Linked DNA regions of Oryctolagus cuniculus: region 1 is linked to region 2. A link is a contact called in public Hi-C data. All regions are on one chromosome and are shown on one strand. Each heading gives the region's core, a stretch centred on a gene start, on an enhancer-like site or on the middle of the called end of the contact. The rest is flanking DNA. Distances are from core to core; before and after follow the strand shown. Region 1 overlaps MARCHF10 (membrane associated ring-CH-type finger 10). Region 2 holds the start of TANC2 (tetratricopeptide repeat, ankyrin repeat and coiled-coil containing 2).

What was found. A called contact is a pair of places that touch in the nucleus more often than the background predicts.
Region 1: a contact with region 2 is called in a Hi-C map of an unstated tissue, with 4 times the contacts expected there. The contact joins the enhancer-like site here to the promoter of TANC2 in region 2. A contact is called at or near these places in 4 of 6 Hi-C or Micro-C datasets (ear pinna, embryonic fibroblasts, skin fibroblasts and 1 more).

What each region holds. Positions count from the first base shown.
Region 1 is chr17:15,901,456-15,904,155 of mOryCun1.1, forward strand. It overlaps MARCHF10 (membrane associated ring-CH-type finger 10), which reads left to right. Exons shown (of 10, transcript XM_070060508.1): 9 at 2,595-2,700. Among named protein-coding and RNA genes, the nearest start is that of MRC2, 62 kb to the right of the region's middle. Within about 2 kb of position 1,441, at least 2 of the 8 cell types and tissues checked have an H3K27ac peak or open chromatin away from gene starts, as enhancers often do.
Region 2 is chr17:15,689,856-15,692,555 of mOryCun1.1, forward strand. It overlaps TANC2 (tetratricopeptide repeat, ankyrin repeat and coiled-coil containing 2), which reads right to left and starts at 1,342. Exons shown (of 29, transcript XR_007911352.2): 1 at 1,203-1,342. It overlaps LOC127484412 (a long non-coding RNA gene), which reads left to right and starts at 1,908. Exons shown (of 4, transcript XR_011383430.1): 1 at 1,908-2,700.

The DNA of each region.
Region 1 (2,700 bases), core at 191-2,690, 210 kb after region 2:
CCACAGGCATGCGGTCACTGTGGCCCTGCACAGTTCACGTGCTTTGCCCCAAATCACCACGCTCACTGGCCCCAGGCTGCCCACCTCACCTGGCACCTGGCATGCCCTCCGCCTGCTGGAGAGATGCTCCCGGAGGCCTCGCCACGCCCTGCACGAGGGTCTCAGCAGGCCTGGGCTGCCCCTGCCGCGTCTCAGCCCAGGACAGGTGTCCTTGGCCGCACACAGGCACCCGATCGCCCTCAGAGTCGGGAGCGGCTCTCCAGCACATTCGAAGGCTCCAGTATTCATCCAGGCTGACAGCTTCTTCCAGTGCTTCCCCGGATGCTGAGAATTTCCATCAGCGTCAAATCTCTTGTCTAAAACGAACATTAAGAGAAACGTAGGGAGCAGGAGGAGAGACATGCAGCTGGTGGGCGGGCGGGCGGGGCTCTGCAGAAGTCTTCTGTATCGCACAAAGCGGATTCAGAATGCGATGCGATTGGGCTGCGGTCCTCAAGCTAAAGAATGTTCCAGAATCTGGCTCGCTCAACCCTTGCTGAACAAATTTCATGGCGCTCCCTCCGTTGGCCAGGCCCTCCCACTTGTGGCGCGGCGTGCAGACAGCTCGGAGTAGCCGGAGTAGCCACACGAACGCCGGCTCCAATCGACGGCAGCATCCGGAGCTCAGAGCACAGAGCAGCGGAGCCGCCCACGTGACAGGTTCCCTCCCACAGGCCAGAAAACAGACAGGATCCGCTAGCAGTGGCTTCTGAAATTATCTGCAGAAAACATTAGTGGATTTTTTCCCATCTGCGTGCCTCCCGGCTTTATTGAGTCATAAAAAAGTCAATGATTTCCCCGAATGCTTGGACAAACCTGAGCGTCCCAAGCCTGTCTCCAGCCAGTGATTTGCCATGGCGCCTCAGAGTGGCTCTGTGCACCCCAGCTCCTGGCAGGAAGACCGTGGGCGGGCTGGGGGATGCCTGGGCTCAGGAAAGCCCCTGAGGGACAGGCCAGTTAGGAGGTGGCTTAGCCAGGTGGGGTGGGGGTGGAGAACAGTCTTTAAAAGAGTCCCAGCCCGGAGGGTGGGAGAGGTACTTCGAACAGAATCAAGAACAAGCCATAGGCCCTCTGCTTGCCAGGGCTGGCTGAACAGAGGAAACCCTGCCACGGAAGGCTAAAAATAGCAGGCGAAGTGCTAAGGACAAGATGGGTTTTCCAAGACGGGTCTAGCGACAGTGGAGAAGCCGGAGCAGGGCGCCCGCAGCCGGCTGAGATCCGGAGCTGGCCCTGGTCAGAGGATCCTCGCTCAACTCCATCGCCCTTCCTGGCCGCTCCCTGGTCCTGCAAGGGGTGGGTTCTGGACCGCCTGCCTGAGCTGCCCTAGAGCCACGTTGGGAACAGAGAAACAAGTCAGGGAAGCTGGTGGTGGCTGCAGGAGGGAGGAGGAAGGGGAGCTGAGTCCACTGCCGTCATCCTGGGAGCGCGGAGTCACGGTCACCGTCATGGCGCTGACCTGTCCCTGTCCTCTGCTGGGGATTCAGTCCCCGGGGCTGGGTGGCTTTGGAGCCCAGTCTGGCCCATTCTCAAGCTCCCACCCACCCAAAGGGATCTGTCCTGGGCCAGGGAGGGGCTCAAAGGCCGCCCCTCCTTCCTCTGCTGCTGGCTTACTGAAGGTCCAAGCAGGGCCCCAGGGGTGAGGACAGAGTGCCGTGGCCAGCCTGATGGCCAAAGCCTCCCTTGGCAGCACCATTGAGGAAAAGAAAACACAGCCCAGGGCCCAAGACAAAGCCGAGGAACAGCGCCAGGTGCGAGCTTGGGGTCCGAGAACAAAGGAACGACGAGACTCCCGCTGCATCTCCACTGCAGCCCACAGTGCGTGCAGCCTATGTCGAAGCTTTTCGCAGGCCAGGCTCGCTCCTCCACACCAGGTGACGGGGTGCCCCCCTGGCAGCGCCCTGTGCTCCCCACAACACCCAGCTCAAGGTTTTGCTCAGTAACCGCTCGTTAAATGGCTGTGGAATGCAACGGAGCCTGGCAAATGGAACTTGCCCAGCGCGTGCTCTGTAGGAGGTACCGCACAGCTAGAGTGCGGTGGCGTTCAGCCACGTGGCTGGGCCTGCCGCGCCCTGCAGCCGCGTACCTGGGTTCCACACCTGGCTCAGGCTCCTGACCGAAGCTTCCCACCCATGGAGACCTGACAGGCAGGAGTGACAGCCCAAGAGGGTGGGCTCCTGCCACCCATGCAGGAGATCTGGATTGAATTCCTGGTTCCTCAAGTAGTTGGGTCCCTGCCACCCACACGGGAGACCTGGGTTGAATTCTAAGATCCCAGGGCTGGTGCAGTCATTTGAGTAGCAAACCAGCAAATGAGAGTGTCTCTCTCTCTCTCTCTCTCTCTCTCATAAACAAAAAGAACTGCAGGAGACGGGCTGCCTTGGCCTCGACCCTGGTCCTCCTGCAGCTCTGTCCCCTGATCCCCCAGGGCAGCCTGGCCTTGGAGCCTGGGCTCCTGGCCCATTTCTCGTTCCCCTTAGCCTTGTTACCCCCCACCCCGTGATTCAGATCATGAATGTTTTACAGCTGAACTCAGGAGCCTCCTTTTCCTTATTTAGGCACAGAACGAGCTGATCAACTCCAGCTTCTACCTGGTGCTGCTGCTTTACTTCTACGAGCAGAGGTTTGCAGAAATTATGACACTCAACTACGACTGGATCACAA
Region 2 (2,700 bases), core at 92-2,591:
TGTTTTTGTGCTCACATTTCCTAGGATGTTCTACCTGGGAAATGCTGCAAGAAGCGCTCCACTGACAGATTCCATGTTGTTGCTCTTTATGCCAATTTTCTGTATTCCTTTTTCTTTTTTTCTTATCTCACGGTCCCAACACCAACCACACACAAGAATATTTCACACTGCCATTCTGTAATTAACCACTGCACTAGCTTTTGGCTCCAACCTCGCAAAATGCCTGAAAATGTATCCCTTTTGTTCACCATATTGTTTTGTTTTCCTCATTCCAGATATTTTCACCTAATGCAAAAATCAAGAAAGGAGCACATATGAAAAATATTTCCATTTGCCTAATGATCTTGAACTCACAATTATGATCAAGATGTTTGGTATGGTTGTGGGGTTTTTTCCTTTAATTTTCCTGGAGAGGAGCAGAGAAGGACACCCACAACACCAAATCTTCTTCCTAATGTTAATTATCATTGTTTATGTCTTGTGAAAACCATTCTAAACATTCCACACCTGGAACAGAAGACAGGATACAACTGTATCAGAGCTCTACACGCTGACGGCCAAGCTTGGAATTATTTCAGCCCTATTTTTTCTTTCCCATCTCACAACCAGCCACAATTTGCTTTTTTTTCTTTCACGTGGATACTTTATCTCGGGGAGGGGGGGCAGCTAACCATAGCTGCTCTCGATTTCCCGTAGTAAAATATCTTAGCCATGAGCCTTATTAATCTTTTATTATACCACACCTCCCTTCCCAGAGGAATTACTAATTTCACTAATAACACCTCCACCGAGCATTCCAACGACACACAGGCCAGCCCAACCTGTGCCCTACCTGGCACGTTTCACAACTACTTTTATGCTGCATTCTGGGGGCACATTTTGCAACTCGTTCTGCACCACATTCCCCGCCACGTTCAGCACTGTGCCTCGCATCTCATCCCGGGTCCCCGGCATGCAGACACTCTCTAGGTACCACATTCCAGGACACCTTCGGTGACAGCCAAGCGGCCGATCTCTACCCCTCTGAAGCCACCCTGGTGCCACGTTCGGAGCCAGCCTTGGGCCCCGGAGGGAGGCACGCCGCTGCCCACCTCGCCGTCTCCCCGCTCGCCCCCGCCCCTCTCCCCAGAGCCGAGGCGTTGCGGGCGAACGCCCCTGTCACCGAAGCGACCTTTCCTCTCCCGGTCCCCGCGGGCTCTTACCTGCCGCTCTGAGGGGATCGCTGCACGTCGGGGTCAAGCCCCAGCCCTCGGGGTCTCCGGTGAGAATCGCGCCGCCCGCCGGCGCCGCCCGCGTCTCTCAGAGCACCTCGCTGCCCCCCGACGCCCCGTGGCGGCTCTGCGCCCGGGTGCGGCGCGGCGGGCCTCGCGGCCGGCGAGCACAGCCCGCGGCGGTCCTCCTGTCAGCGGCGGCGCGGGGGCAGCCTCTCGCCCCTCAGCTCGGCGGCGGCGGCGGCGGGCGCCTCGCTCCGCCTCGCGCGCGGCACAGCCGGGAGGTGAGCGCGAGGGGGATGGGAACGGGGGCGGGGCCGCCCCGAGGAGGCGCGGAGGGTGGCGGCGGGAGGGCAGCGCCGGCAGCCCCGGGCCCGGCGCTCGGGGCGCTCTCGGCTTCTCCCGCTGGGCGGGCGGCTCGCGGGAGGCGGCTGTGCCAGCGGGCCCCGCCGCAGCAGCGCTCCCTGCAACCCGCGCCCGGCCGGCCGCTCGCTAGCGCCGCCGCCGCGCCGGGGGCGTCGCACCCTTGGAGGCCGCCCGCAGCCCCGCCCCCTCCGGGCCGGGGTGGGGAGGAGCGCGAGCGCGGAGGGAGAGCGCGTGCGTGGGGGCGCGTGCGTGGTGGAGCGCGCGCCCCCGCCCCTCCCCCTCCGTAGTTCGGGGCCGGGGAGCGGCTGGGGGCGAAGGCGAGAGAGCGCCCCGGCGCTCTGTGGTGTCTGGGCATTTCTCGCTTCCTCGGGTGGGGGGCGGGGGCTTTGGCGGGGTGGACTGCTTTTGGTGGGGAAGGGGGAAGACGCTCAGGAGCTGACGAGGCCCTGCAGAGCCCGGCCCCGCCCCCAGGGTGATGTCACTCTCGAGGTGGCGGCCGCTGTCACGTGCGCCCACTTCAGGGCTTGTCCTCTCGCTTTGATGGCCAGAAAACCGTTCCTCTAGATTGCCCCACCTTCGGTCACCTCAGGCACGTGTCCCTCCTGGAGTCATCGAAGCCTACAAGTGTCAGTTCTTGCTTCCTGGGCTTTCGATTGTGATTTTTAGATTGTTTCACGGTGCCACAGTTGGCTGTGGTGGGAATCAGAATGAGGCGGAAAAAAAAAAAATACCACCGACCGACCGACCGACCGCGCGGGGAGGGGTGGTAATGGAGAGGGAGGAAGAAGACCGTCTGCCGAGAAGTGCACGCGCCACAGCTTGCGAGCCTGAGGTGCAGGTGTGACGCCGCTCCGCCTCCAGGGTGGAGACGCAGCCATGTGGCTTTGAGAGCTGGGCGGCAAGCCTGCGAAAGCCACCGCGGGGAAGCCTCGTTGAGGATACGAGGTCTCCCGTCCCCTTGCACCTCCACCTGGACCTTCTTCCCCTCTATTTTCCCTCCTGCGAAACGGCAGGTCAACTGTGGAAGCTATTTGGAATCAAAGTGCTTTCGGGTGCTGCAAGAGGATGCAGAGCAGTCAGGATTGCATGCTCTGCCTGGCTAGTCTTCCCTTCCATAAACTGA